2 separate regions of the Mus musculus genome follow, and region 1 is linked to region 2. A link is a contact called in public promoter capture Hi-C data. All regions are on one chromosome and are shown on one strand. The core of a region is the stretch at or near the end of the contact, and the rest is flanking DNA. Distances in the headings are between cores, read along the strand shown. Region 1 holds the start of Fli1 (Friend leukemia integration 1). Region 2 holds the start of Aplp2 (amyloid beta (A4) precursor-like protein 2).

The links. Capture Hi-C pulls out chosen DNA fragments and counts their contacts.
Region 1: a promoter capture Hi-C map of adipose tissue shows a contact between it and region 2. The contact joins the promoter of Fli1 here to the promoter of Aplp2 in region 2.

Annotation. Positions count from the first base shown.
Region 1 is chr9:32,539,838-32,546,502 of GRCm38.p6, reverse strand. Fli1 (Friend leukemia integration 1) reads left to right here and starts at 5,051. Exons shown (of 9, transcript NM_008026.5): 1 at 5,051-5,312. The coding sequence starts at 5,295.
Region 2 is chr9:31,209,035-31,215,546 of GRCm38.p6, reverse strand. It overlaps Aplp2 (amyloid beta (A4) precursor-like protein 2), which reads left to right and starts at 3,699. Exons shown (of 18, transcript NM_001357698.1): 1 at 3,699-3,924. The coding sequence starts at 3,820.

The DNA of each region.
Region 1 (6,665 bases), core at 3,802-6,301, 1.3 Mb before region 2:
ACTACAGACTGAGGGCTCAGACCTGGTCCTGCAGGAGAGCCCTTTTCAGGGTGGGGATTGAAGGAATTAGAGAAAAAGACAGAGGAACCTCGGTGACAGTTAAAGATGCTGATATGCAGTCCTAGATGCCTAGCTATTGACAGCTGCCTCCCTTTGCCAGGCCCTGTTCTGATCATTGTGCGTGTTTGTAAGAGAGCAAGTTCAAGACACAGACACTAAGGAGAGTATACTGACTGCCAAAGAAGTTCTAACATTCATGTCCATCATAGCCCTTTTAGATGCATCCCAGTCTGTGGCCATTGCGCAGAGAGGGACACTAATTCAGAGAGGTTAAGAGTCCAGAGGAATCCAGTGGTCCAGCCTAAACTTTCACACACGCGGAATCTGAGTTAGGAGGTGGATGGAGAAGACCAGAGACCCAGTGCAATAATGCGGTCCAATAATAGCACAGTACTTACATTCCTATTCCATCAAATGGGGCGTTTCCTTGAAATCTGATACACACACATACACCTGCACAAACCTGATAGGGTTCTCTTCTTTCTGTCCTCCACTCTATCAGCCTGAGGATTTTGCCCATGCTGCTTTTGGGGGTGACATCCTCCTTCTCCCTTGACTCACTCAAAGGGAGGCTGCTAGGTCCTGAACCTGCACAGTGATACTGCCCATAAGTTTCTGGCATGTAGGTCCTGAAGCTGCGCTTCAAGGATACTGGTCCGTATTTGGAGAGAATATTGTATGGGGCTACTGGGAGGTCGGGTTGGCTGAGATTCCAGAAGCTGAACCCACCCGCGACCTCCATAGTCCCCATTATGGCGCCGCCACTGGATGAGGGTCGCGACACCGGGCTGGTCTCCACCTCCTGTCATCCTGTGCTCTCTGGTCAGTCTCCGACTCCCTTGGGGTTTTCTCGACGACGCCTAGTGGTCTGGGGGTTCGCCTTCCAATTGTCTGGGGCTCGGGTCTCTGAGACCCTCCTGGCCTGGCCCCCTGCGCGGCTCTGCAGGCGCTGCGGCCTCCCACGTAGAGTTTTGAACAGGGTCGGTGCTAAGGCAAGAACTAGCGTGGGGAGCGGGCAGGGCGTACAGAGGCTCTAAATCTTCCTTCAATCTGTGAGTGGATGAAGTCTGAGAAACAAATTCAAAGCAGGCGCTCCTGCAGAGCCTTCCTGCAGAAATATTCCCCAGCATTCAAGCGCATCCAGGGGCGGCTCAAGCTGCCTTGTTTGGCTAAGGTCAGACGAGACTCGAGTTCTCCAATAAAAATAAATCTCAAATTAATTATGGCCTCGAGCGAGAGGCCAGACACTTGAAGCTGCAGTTGTGCAGTCTGGAGTTTTGGCGTTCGCCTGCCAACCCCTTCCCCTTCCCCCACCCCCTCCTCCACCTCTTCCCCTCCTGCTTTGCCAGTTAGATACCCTCTGAATCGGTGGGAGAAGAGAACGCAAGGGGGAAAGCTCTGCCACAGACTCTTTGCCAGACCTGGCATCTTTAGGAACTTCAAATGACCCAGATGTCATCTGGTCCGAAGGCACCCCAGGGATTGGGCTCCGATTGTCCTGTCCTCCCACTCCCGTCCCAGTCTAGGACCAAAGGAGCCCGGGAAGCTTGCGTCTGGAAAGTCTTGACCCGGTCAAAAGGGCTGACATTGAGCGAGCCAAGACACGTTTTGTCGGCCGTTTCCCTCCCTGGGGAAGCAGAACTTCCGCATCTTTGAAATTGTCAAGTGTATATAAAGCAAGTCGTCTCCTCAGTGCTTTAATGAAAACGCTAAATTCAAATGTTTCTTAACTAGTCACCTAAGTGTATACAACTTAGAAACGTGTGTCAGGATGCTTTGTTGTTGGAATTTTCTTTTCCAGATTGTACCTTTAAAAAAAATATATTTAGCCTGGCTTCTTGAGCTATGAGCTTCCCCTGATTTGAAAATCAAGAATGGGCTGGTGGAACAGCAGCAAAGGTACTGGTACCATCTCCCAACCTCCAGCCCCCAGCCCTGCCCAGTCTGGGAAAGAGTGAAGCCCACAGTCCTTAGAGCGCCAGGAAAGAGGGTGTGCACCACTGTGTGGGCAGGGGCTGCCATTCCTGAGCTGGACGGGTACACAGGGAAGGGAAGAGCCAGTGAGAGCCAAAAGGGGGGGGGGGTAGGAAAGGGAAGGGGAGTGAGAAGCGAGAGAAGGGGAGGGACCTGCCCTCTCCAGCACAAGACAGTTTTCATTTGCAGCAGGCCTCACCGCAGGCTCTCTATCAATTTGTCTCAATGCAAACATTCAAAATATTCTCTTTGGCTGCTCATGAAAACAATGTGAGCTGCCAGGATCAAACCATCTTTCCAGATGTCTGGTGGTAACCACATTAAACAGGGCAGACTTGTTTACTGTTGTGTTTGGTTAGGGCTTTTCCCCCCTTCGGGATTTAAAAGAGAGTCAGGAGGATCCAGTGGAGCACCATCCCCAGAGTTACATAAGCGGGCAAACTCGCCCACCAGAGCAACAGCAAGGGATGGGAGGAACCCGACATTCTATCCCAGATCTGTTCAAAACTGGGGGACAGTGCCTTCTTCTGTGTGGAGAACCCTGTGAATGAGAGGAGGTTCCGATGGAGGGGTCGGTGGTAAAATGTCAATAGATTGCAATGATGCCTAAGCCTGTCATGCCCGGGGGAGCCTATGCCAGCGCCCCTACGCCCCAAAATTGTGAAATTGCTTCAGTGTCCGGTTTGCAGGCAGAGACAAACAAAAAAATACTCCCTAGCTGAGGTGGGGGTTCAAGTCTTCATTTTTATCCGGATTCTTGTTGAACAAGAATTCTTGTTGAGAAGGAATTGGGCTCAATGAAGTTCGGGGATATTCCAAGTGAATTATTCCAGTGAGTGTTATTCAGCAATGGACGTGACTGTCGTTTGCCAGATCAGCAGAAGCCGAAAGGAAAACCTGGTGATTGTCTGCCACTTGGCCCTTGGGGCAGGGCGGGGCGGGGCGGGGGGCGTGGTGATTAAATGTGGATTGGCTATTTTGTGGCCTTTGTAACTGTCCAGTGCCTGGAAGGAGACCCTCTGCGGGGAGACGTAAACACTCCTTTCGGACAGAAAGAGGCTCAGTATAGCCTGGGTGCACCCTCCTGAAAGCTACGTTGTCGTTTGAATGTCTGGGCTGAAAAGGAAACAATTTGGGGTTTGAAAGGATGTAATTCATTCTTCTTTCCCTTTAACCTCTTTCCTCTCTGGAAAGCATGTGGAAACGCTGAAGGGAAGAGCAAGAGGGCGGGCAGCCCGGCCGCAGGCAGGAAAGGGTTAAGCCTGATTTCTTTTAATTGAACTCCAGAACTGGTGGCCCCAGGCAAAGGGGGGGGACTGACCCCGCTAGCGGTAACCAGATGTGGCGGTCCCAGGGGAGCCCCGGAGCAGACCCCTGGATTGAGAAGCAGACAGGAGGAGGGGGAGTGGGCCCGGCCCCCACCCCACCCCCCACAGTAAACCGAGTCTCAATTGCTGGCAGGCTGCACCGCCACTCCAGGTCTGGTCACGTTCAGACCCGTGTCTGTATTCGAACCCCAAATTGGAGCTGAATTGATGAGACTAATTTGGAGAGGGGGAAGGGGGGAGGGAGGGAGGCGAGCGAGCGAGCGCAATTGCTCCTGAAGAAATAAAGAATTAATAAGTCACCTTCTTGCCGCCGTGGACACCCTCTTGATTTTTTTTTCCTTTCCAATTTATTCGGATCTGCTCTGGAATTTTTCCCCTCTTTTCCCGGGAGGACTCTTAAATAATAGTGAGAAAGTCCACAGCGTGGTCTGAAGAGCGTGGAAAAAGGTAACCTGTTTTCAAAGTCTGGGAGATGGGAGTCAGGCCGCCAGCGCCGATACCCCAGAGAAGCCTTAACAAGAGAGCTCCTGGGTCCAGCAGGGGAGGCGCGGGGGATAGCAGAAAGAACCGAGCCGGTAAAGCGGGCCACGCCGCTGGTTGGGAATGACAGTCCCTAGCTTGGACCCTTAGACTGCCCGTTCTCATCCAAGGTGGGGTCTCTGCTGAGCCGCGGCTCGCCGCGCTCCTGGGTCCTGCTGCGTAGTGTGGAGGGCAAGCTCGCCCTGGTGTCAGTTCCTTGGGGGCTGCGATGGTATTGAAGAACTTGGGCCGTCGGGTCCTGATAGGTGAGAGAATTTAACTCAAAAAGCCTAGGTTGTGGCTGGTCTACCTCCTTAGCGGGCTGTGGAGCCCGGAGTCGAGGCGCGCCAAAGCATGGGCATCTCTCTGCTAACAAAGCTTGAGGTATTGAGCCCTTGACAGGTCAGGTCCGCGGGACCCAGAATTCGCTTTGAGCCTATCCGGAGACCAGCGCTTAGATGCAAAAACTCTCTTCGGCTCCTCTCTTTCTTTCTTTCTTTCTTTCTTTCTTTCTTTCTTTCTTTCTTTCTTTCTTTCTTTCTTCCTTCCTTCCTTCCTTCCTTCCTTCCTTCCTTCCTTCCTTCCTTCCTTTTTAAAAATAGTAGGTTTGCCTTGATCTGCATCCGAATCTCCCCTGGCGGTCAGCATCGCCAGGTTATCCCCTGTTCTAACAAACTCTTCCGCCGTCTTCCTCCCATCCCCAAAAAAGTTTGACTCCGGCTGGAAAAAGCATTAATGAATGTATCTGTGGGAAGAAACGGAAAGTGAATGAGTCAGGAGGGCCACCTTCGGCCAAAGGCCCAAGGGAAAGGAAAGAGGCCAGAGGCGTTTGGCTTTGGATTTGGGGGGAAGGTGATGGGGGAGTTGCAGACTTCAGGAATCAGGGAGCGGATACTGGGCGTGGACCCCGTCATTGTTCCTGGCCAGCTCTTATCTCCCAGGAGCAAGTATCCTGTGTGCGCAGTGCATGAATGTAACTGGGCATCCCGCGTATATTTATATAGCGAGTGATGCGAAAAGCAGGGCGAGGAGAGGACGAGGGGGTGTGGGGGAGGGAAGACAAGAGAGAGCAGAGAGTGGAGAGGGCGAGATGAGAGAGAGAGAGAGAGAGAGAGAGAGAGAGAGAGAGAGAGAGAGAGAGAGAGAGATAGGACTTCCTCCCCGATCGCAAAGTGAAGTCACTTCCCAAAATTAGCTGAAAAAAAGTTTCATCCGGTTAACTGTCTCTTTTTCGATCCGCTACAACAACAAACGTGCACAGGGGAGCGAGGGCAGGGCGCTCGCAGGGGGCACTCAGAGAGGGCCCAGGGCGCCAAAGAGGCCGCGCCGGGCTAATCTGAAGGGGCTACGAGGTCAGGCTGTAACCGGGTCAATGTGTGGAATATTGGGGGGCTCGGCTGCAGACTTGGCCAAATGGACGGGACTATTAAGGTAAGCGGCTGGGCAGTGGGCGCGGGGAGAGGGCCGACCGGGGCGGCGGGAGGGCTGGGCGCCGGGGTCCCGGAAGACGTGGCCGCTCTCCCTTCCTTCCGCGCCCCGGCTTCGCGCGGTCTCCTCCGGGTGGCGAGTCCCCCATTCCGAGGAGGCCGGCCAGCCTTCCCGCCCAGGGCGATCTACCCCTCACTCCTTGCGCCACTGTGGAATCCCGCAGGCTCCCACTGTGCCGCCCGAAGGGGCTGCGAGACCCGGCAGCTGAAACCTGGGGACCCGGGGCGCGGAGCAGAGTCTCGGGCGGGAGATCGCCGGGTCGGTTCCCACCCGGCACCCAGACGACCTGGCCCCGGCGCCAGGCACTAGTCTGGCGGCCAGCTTCCTCACGCCAGAGGCCGAGATCTGCGCGGGCAGGAGCAGCGTTCGCCTCTGGCTGGGGTCCCCCGACCCTCCGAGCGAGTTGGAGGAGTAGTTGCGGGAGGGCAAGGGGTGCAAGGGAGGGTGTCTGAGGATCCGGCTGAGCCGGCGGGTCCAGATGGAAGACCCTGTTTACTTGTCAGCCAGACCGGTTTCTCTTCCCCCCTTCTCACTGCTGCTGCCCGGCAGTTGCGGACGCCGGCTGCCTGGAGCTAACGGGCCCGCCTCGCAGTTCCTCGGGTTAGGAATCTCCTTGCTCTCCGGCTCCTCAGTGCCTCAGATCCCGCACACTGTGCGTGCGCCTGCTTTAGAGCAAGGGATCCAGGAGCTGTCCTCTCAGTAAGAATTAAACTCCTTCAACAGCTGTCCCCCTGCGGTGGCTGGTTCAGAGTCTATGGCCTGGGGCTTGCCGATTGCACCCCCACCCCCACCCGCCACCCGCGCCGGCCCAGCTTGGGTCTAGGTTGCAAAGTGCAGACCAGCAGACCTGTGAGTCTGGGTTCCCTGTCACGCTTCAGAAAGGCCGAGTGCTCCCTCCGAAAGGGGGAAGTAGGGCCAGGAGCAGAGACGAGGGACACCCCCTAACGTGACTAGCCTAAGAGGACTTAGGAGAATGAATGAGAGCAGACGTTAGCTTCAAGGCTGCATATCAAGCAGGAATTGCTCTGGAAAAACTATCAGGCTGGTGAGGTGGGGACTGGCAGAGCCGCCATTCTCCAGAACCCAGAGGAATCCACTTCCCTCTCATGGCTTGATGAAGAGGAGGTGAAGGTGTTGTTGGCTTTAGAGAATTTAACAGATTTTTATCTTCTGGGTGGGGTCAGAGTGTTTTTATTTTCTAAGAGTCTCTTCTCTCTCTCTCTCTCTCTCTCTCTCTCTCTCTCTCTCTCTCTCTCTCCCTCCCTCCCTCCCTCCCTCCCTCCCTCCTTCTCTCTC
Region 2 (6,512 bases), core at 2,450-4,949:
ATCAGAAGCATCCACAAGCATGACGTGTGCTGACACAAGGGCATGTAACAAATATCAGAAAGTTCATTTTATCTAACTGTAAAGTGCTAAAGTCACTGTCATTCTTATCTTTTTGGGGTTAGCTGCTCTATAACAAAAATATGGTGAGAATATAGCTAAATCTTATTTGAAGAAGCAGTCTGTCTATGCTGCTGAAGTTGCCCTTCAATTCCAGAGTCAAAGGGTGCCTGCCTTACCTTTCTGCAAACACAAATCGATGGCTCCTCCATGCTCAAGTTATAGTTGATAAATTTAATAGGTTTGATAATTTAATAGATTTAATATTCAACCTAGAAAGCTAAAAATTAGCAAATATAAGTTTCCAATTAAAAAAATATTTTTTTTTGAGGTTTGTAGCCAGGAGCCTATAAAATCTCAGCATTTAGGAAGCAGAGCAGGAGAATAACAAGTCTGAGACCAGCCTGGACTGCATAGAAGCAAAACAATAATGGATCTGGGTCTTGTTGTTGCTGGGATATTCCCATCTACCATACTCAAGAATTGAGAAACCACTACACTACCTTGAAGCACTCTTTCTTCTTATTTTTTTAACCACCCTCTTTATAATTCTTAAATTTTTTCCATTGAAGCACTCTTTCTTCTTCTTCTTTTAACCGCCCTCTTTATAATTCTTAAAATTTTTTCCAGTCTTACATTTATCAACAAACAAAAATAAAATTCATGAGCCAAAAAAGCCATCAAAAAACAAAACAAACAAACAAACAAACAAACAAAAAACCAAACCAAACCAAACCAAAACCAAAAAACCAAAAACCAAATAAACTAAAAACAGGGAAAAGCATGTGAAAAGAAATATGGATTCTGGCATTAGCAGCTGAACAGAGAAGGTGATCTTTGTTTAAATTCTTAGTGGATGATAAAGTGTAGCAACTGAACATGTACAAATTATTTAAAACCTGGAATCACTGACCAGAAATTTTACACAGTTGGATCATGGGAAGAGGATTAAGAATGAACCTACAGGGGCTGGAGAGGTGGCTCAGCGGGTAAGAGCACTGACTGTTCTTCCAAAGGTCATGAGTTCAAATCCCAGCAACCACGTGGTGGCTCACAACCATCTGTAATAAGATCTGATGCCCTTTTCTGGTGTGTCTGAAGACAGCTACAGTGTACTTAGATACAATGATAAATAAATCTTAAAAATATATATATATAAAAAAAGAACCTTTAATCCCAGCACTTGGGAGGCAGAGGCAGGCAGATCTCTGAGTTCGAGGCCAGCCTGGTCTACTCGAAACCCCCCCCCCCCAAAAAAAAAGGGGTGGGGTGGGGTGGGGAATGTACTGAAGATAAAGTGTGCTCAAAAGATACAGTGTGCCTAGGATGCTGGAAGACCTCTGTTCAGTTCCCAGACTTAAATAAAATAAAACAAAATAAAATACTAGTAATTAGACTTTCCTAGGAAGCTTCATAAATATATGTATATTAGAGAATCGGAATTTCTGGAGTTGTGGTCCTTTGTAATAAAATTCATAGTTGACTCTGAAACGCATCTTCAATTGGGAGCAGCAGTCATAGTCTGCATCTCACATATGTATAGGGTATACACAGAGGATCGAAGACTCCTGCACAAGTTAGAAATACAACCATGAACTCTGGGCCTTTTAAAACAAAGAAATGCATATGCCTTAAATGTATGTGGAAGACAAAGTCTGAGTCTTATGAAAATAGAACAAAATGATTATCTTAGAACCTTTTACTTTTGTGCACAAAGATAATAAAGGATTCTTAGACCTAGACCACATTTGGGATGAAAATTTACTGTCTGAGAGCTGCAAGAGTAGACACACTCCAACAGCATCATGTAATAAAGATAGAGTAGCATTTTAGAGTCCAGAACATGGTCGATGTGTCAATCACCTCTCATGAATACTCTTCAATGTCTGAAAATGCAAACAAACTTTTTCCAGTTCCAACTTGCTTTAGGCTGAAATTCCCTTACGTCATTTCCTAAATTCGTTTCCCCCCTCCCACATATTAGATGCTTTTACTATTTCTTCACAAGGGCAGGGAGACAGAGAAGAGAGGGGAAGATCCAGAAAGGGAGGGCAAAATCTTAATTTCCCTTATCTTTTCTAAGGGCCACTAATCCTGTCCTGAAATGCCCCCCATCCATGACCTCAACTAAATCCAGTTACCTTTCAAAGGCCCCACTGACAAGTGCCACATTTGTTCAATGTATAAATGAGAGTGAAGGTAAATTCAGTACTAAACTCATGCTAATTCTAGGGCCTCTGGATTGAGTACTAACATTTATCGAATGAGGTCCCCATTTGGAGACTCACTGGGCGTAATTCATGTCTTGTCAGTGATGTGAGAGACATAGAGACCTAGCCATGGGAAAGTGCCACGGTATGATACAGCCCTCTCAGCATTCTGAGGTGGGTGAAATGACATCTGTGTAAGGTGTTTCCTGTAGGTGGAATGGAGGATTGTGGGAATGGAGCAGGAGCAGGAAGGGCTGTGCAATGGAAAGGTGTCTGGCATCCATTGAGAATGAGGCAGAGCCAGTTTGACCACAGCGGGACTGCTTACGTTGGCGTGCAGTTGCAGAATGCATCTGTAAAATACAGGGTCCTTACTGTCCCACTCTGCCCACTATAGACACTGTCTCTCCCTCTCCACTAAGATGCTTCCTGCGGAGAGGAACTTGGTTCTTGATATGGTTGAAGCTAAAGAAATGAGTCCAGGTCTCTGCAGAGGGTGGTACATAAATCACCCGCTACGGAAAGGAAACAAAGCCAGCAGAGCCCTCGTGATGGAGAGGACAAGGTGCCAGTTGTGAACTGGGGCAGCAGGCCGCTTTCCCAGGAACCAAGATGCTGGGGAGCATGAAAAAAGAGAGAAAGCGTGTCTTTTGCTTTAGAGATCTTAAACTGAAGAAAAATGATGCCAGAATCCTGTCCTGAAACACATGAGAAGGGGGGTGGGGGGGTGGGAGCTTGTGTTTCAGTGGCCTGGCGCCACTGGCCTCGGCGGGGAAGGCCTCTCTGTGCCGCAGGGGCTGTGACGACGAGGAGGGGCAGGGAAAGGACCTAAGGAGCAGAGGTCAGCGGTGTGCAGACACTGCGGGTTCAGGGGCGAAACAAGGGCGCAGAGGTCTGGGGGGGAAGAGCGCGCCCCGTGCAGCGCTGGGGAGAGCAGAATGTCGGCGTTCATCCTCCAGGGCGACAGGGTCGGTCCTCTGCAAACCGTCCGGAACTCCCAACAATTCATCCTGTTTTTAATTAAAACATTTTCCAGAAGCCCCAAAGAGGGCGGTACCCAAAGGAATATGGAAAATATCCTGCAGGGTTAGGGGAGTGGGGCGTGCCCAAATCCCGATGCTGAAGGTGGATGATGTAGAGCCACCCCAGGAGACAACCAAACAGGAGCCTCCCGCCCTGGGAACAGCGGCCCACGGTCTACCCGCGAAGACTCCTGCGCCCCCAGCCTCGGGTCCAGAGCGGGGGCGGGGCTGGCCGTGGCTTGGGGCGGGGCCACGAGGGGGCACGCGCTGGGCGGGGAGGGGAGTCGGTGTATCCGTGCTCTGATTGGACCTGGGCTAAACAAGGGGAGGTATCTTAGGCCAGTTATGCCGGCTCGTATTGGGTCCTGTCGAAGAGGGGCGTGGTTTTGTGAAGTCAGTTCCGGTCGATGTAAAACCCCCGGGGCGGCGGCGAACGGGCTTCAGACGCTTCTGGGTCGCGGTAGGGAAGCGCTGTAGCCTGGCTGTGCGAGAGACGGGGAGAGCCCAGCGCCACAGCGACCTGGAGAAGGATGGCGGCCACCGGGACCGCGGCCGCTGCGGCCACCGGCAAGCTTCTTGTCCTGCTGCTGCTCGGGCTCACGGCGCCCGCTGCGGCTCTGGCTGGCTACATAGAGGTGAGGACCAGGCGAGCTCCCGATCTGCGTCTCCTCCGGTCGCCCGGGAGCACGGCCTGTGGGCGGGCGTGGGACCGGGGGCGCGGCGCGAGGCTCGGCGCAGCGGCGGGTTGCCTTCCCCCCACCCCGCCCGCGCGCCTCAGCTTTGCGCAGAGCTTAGCGCCGAGGTCGGGCTGCCTCTGTCGCCGCAGAGGCCAAATGAAAGGCGTCGGGGCTGCGGGGCCGCCCCAGCCCCCTACCCGCTGGCGGCGCCGCCGCATCCTCGGGGACACCGCACCGCGCGCTCTCCCTCCCCCGGGGCCGTGCGCGCCTCAGCCGTGCGCCCTGCGGCCCCGCGGCGCTCTAAATGGGGCGGCCTGCACCGGGTCCCCGGTGCCCGCAGCGGTCGGGGGCCTGGGCTTCGGGCTCGCACCTTGACGGTCGGCGCGCAGCAGTCGTTGACCAGGTGGACTTGGCAGCGGGGATGCGGCTCCAGCCCTGGCGAGTGGCCGAGATGCCGAGGGAGCGGGGAGAGGAGGCGCCGCCAGGGCAGCGGGGCGCTCTGCGCCCTCCCTTGCCTCCCAGTCGTTTGCACAAGTCTGGCAAACTAGGGAGCCCGGCTTTCCTCCTCCCAGGGGACGTTGAAGCTATCCACCAGTACATTTGGAAAGCTTCAGGGGGTACTTTACGTGGGTCAGGGTCACAGTGATTGTTCTGCACCAGAGGTCACCCCCGTTAACCTGGTGAAGTCGTCTAGGGTCCCAGGTGGTTGGCGGGAGTTCAGGCCGCTGGAAGAGCCAGGATGTCGGATGTGGAACCCGTACTGCAGCTTGCTCTGCACCTAGCCTCCCCGCAAGAACCCTCTGTCGCCTAGGGAGACATGGGACTTTATTTTTACTTACTTTCTCGAAATAATGCTTGAACTGTAGGACTGGACTGTGTGTTTCTGGTGTTGTTTATTTCTTCTTGCGCCTGCTTGTATTAAAAAAAAAAAAAAAACCCACCGTGGCTTTCTGTACGTTGAGCCAGTGTCAGAGATTGCGTTTGATAAAATAGGCATGACCTGAGAATGTTCTAATTAAAAACCCGGCTCAGAGTGAATTCATTTCTACAGAATGTGTAAATATTTCTATTGGTAAAAAGATCTAATGAGGAAAAAAATCTTCCGGATGGCACATCTTAAAACAATCTTTGTATTCATCTTGCTTGAAACTTTTTGACTGAGGTGGGAAAAAAAGATAAGTCTTAAGTAGAAACAGTTAATGTTTATACACACGAACTTTTCGATTCTTTCAGCTTCCACACAGTTGGTAGGGCTGTATCTGTGATCCCTGATAAGATGTCACTGGGAAACAGCTACATTGAGCGGGGATAAGAAGAGAAGGGTGGGGAGACCGAGTTTTATATATTGGGTGGGACTTAATGGGTCAGTGTCAAAAACCATTGTTCACACTCCACCTCACTTTCCAGCGGTGTGAGAAACTTTAGGTACTAGTGAATTCACAATAAAGAATTCATCAGTTTTAAAGAATCCATTTAATATTTAATGTCTCCAGGGGAAAAATACCAATATCAGAATTAGTTGTTATGGATTAATTTTGACAGATCGCCACGCTGTTCAATTGAAAAGTTTGTCTAAACAAAGTAAAAAACATTTTTGCAGAATGCTTTTAAAATGGAGTTTTGTAGACTTTTCACTTCCTTGGAACAATATTTTTATTCACACTGTCATTGTCTCAAGTGGTCTTTCCTTTGGCTGCCTGGCAGAGTTTTATTCACATGTGTACATTCTCTTTGCTTATTTGCTGTCAAGCAGAGGATTGCTAAAGCCATAATTCAGATGAGAATGGTTTAAATCATGATGTCTTTGAGAAGGCCCTTATTGAGATTAGCCAAGGGGATTCTGGCCAAATCCCTGATCAAGTTGCTTGGCACAGAATTATTGATTGGCGGATCTTTAGTGTTGCTTGGTGTTGACTAAATTAATCTTTTGCACCTGTTTTTTTTTTTTTTTTTTTTTTTTTTTTTTTAATAACACCTCTCTGCTCTGGGCACTTCCTTTCATAATTCCCAGGGCACATTTTCTTGTGTGCAAGACCCAAGTGTGTGCCCAAACTGCTCCCTTTACTATGGATGTTTGAGCTTCTGAAAGCCAGAACTTGAATTTACTCTGCTACATCTGAAAGTGATCCTTTGGTGGGCAGTGTCCAGGAAACTCAAGAATGACAACCGAAGTGGAACCTGCTTTCTGAGATACTTGTGAAAGGTGGCGTTGTATCAGGGTAATGCTTCTATTGCAAGTGCATTTTAAAGACACTGCTGGCAACAGGAACTAAACTAGGTTCATCAGTGTGCTCTTCTGTAGAAGAATTCATGTCATTCCCATCTTAACGAAGCAGTCAACATAATGGGACTTACAGGGTTGAGGAAGGAATTCTTCAATGCCATTTATGTTTGAAAGTTAGGGGAAAAGACTTTAAAATATTTTAAAAGATGTATTTTATTATTTATGCATGTGTGTCTGTGTTAAGAGTATGGTACATGTGTGCCCTTTGGAGGCCAAGAGGTTTTGGATTCTCAGGAGCTGCAAGGAATTGTGAGCCACTTGA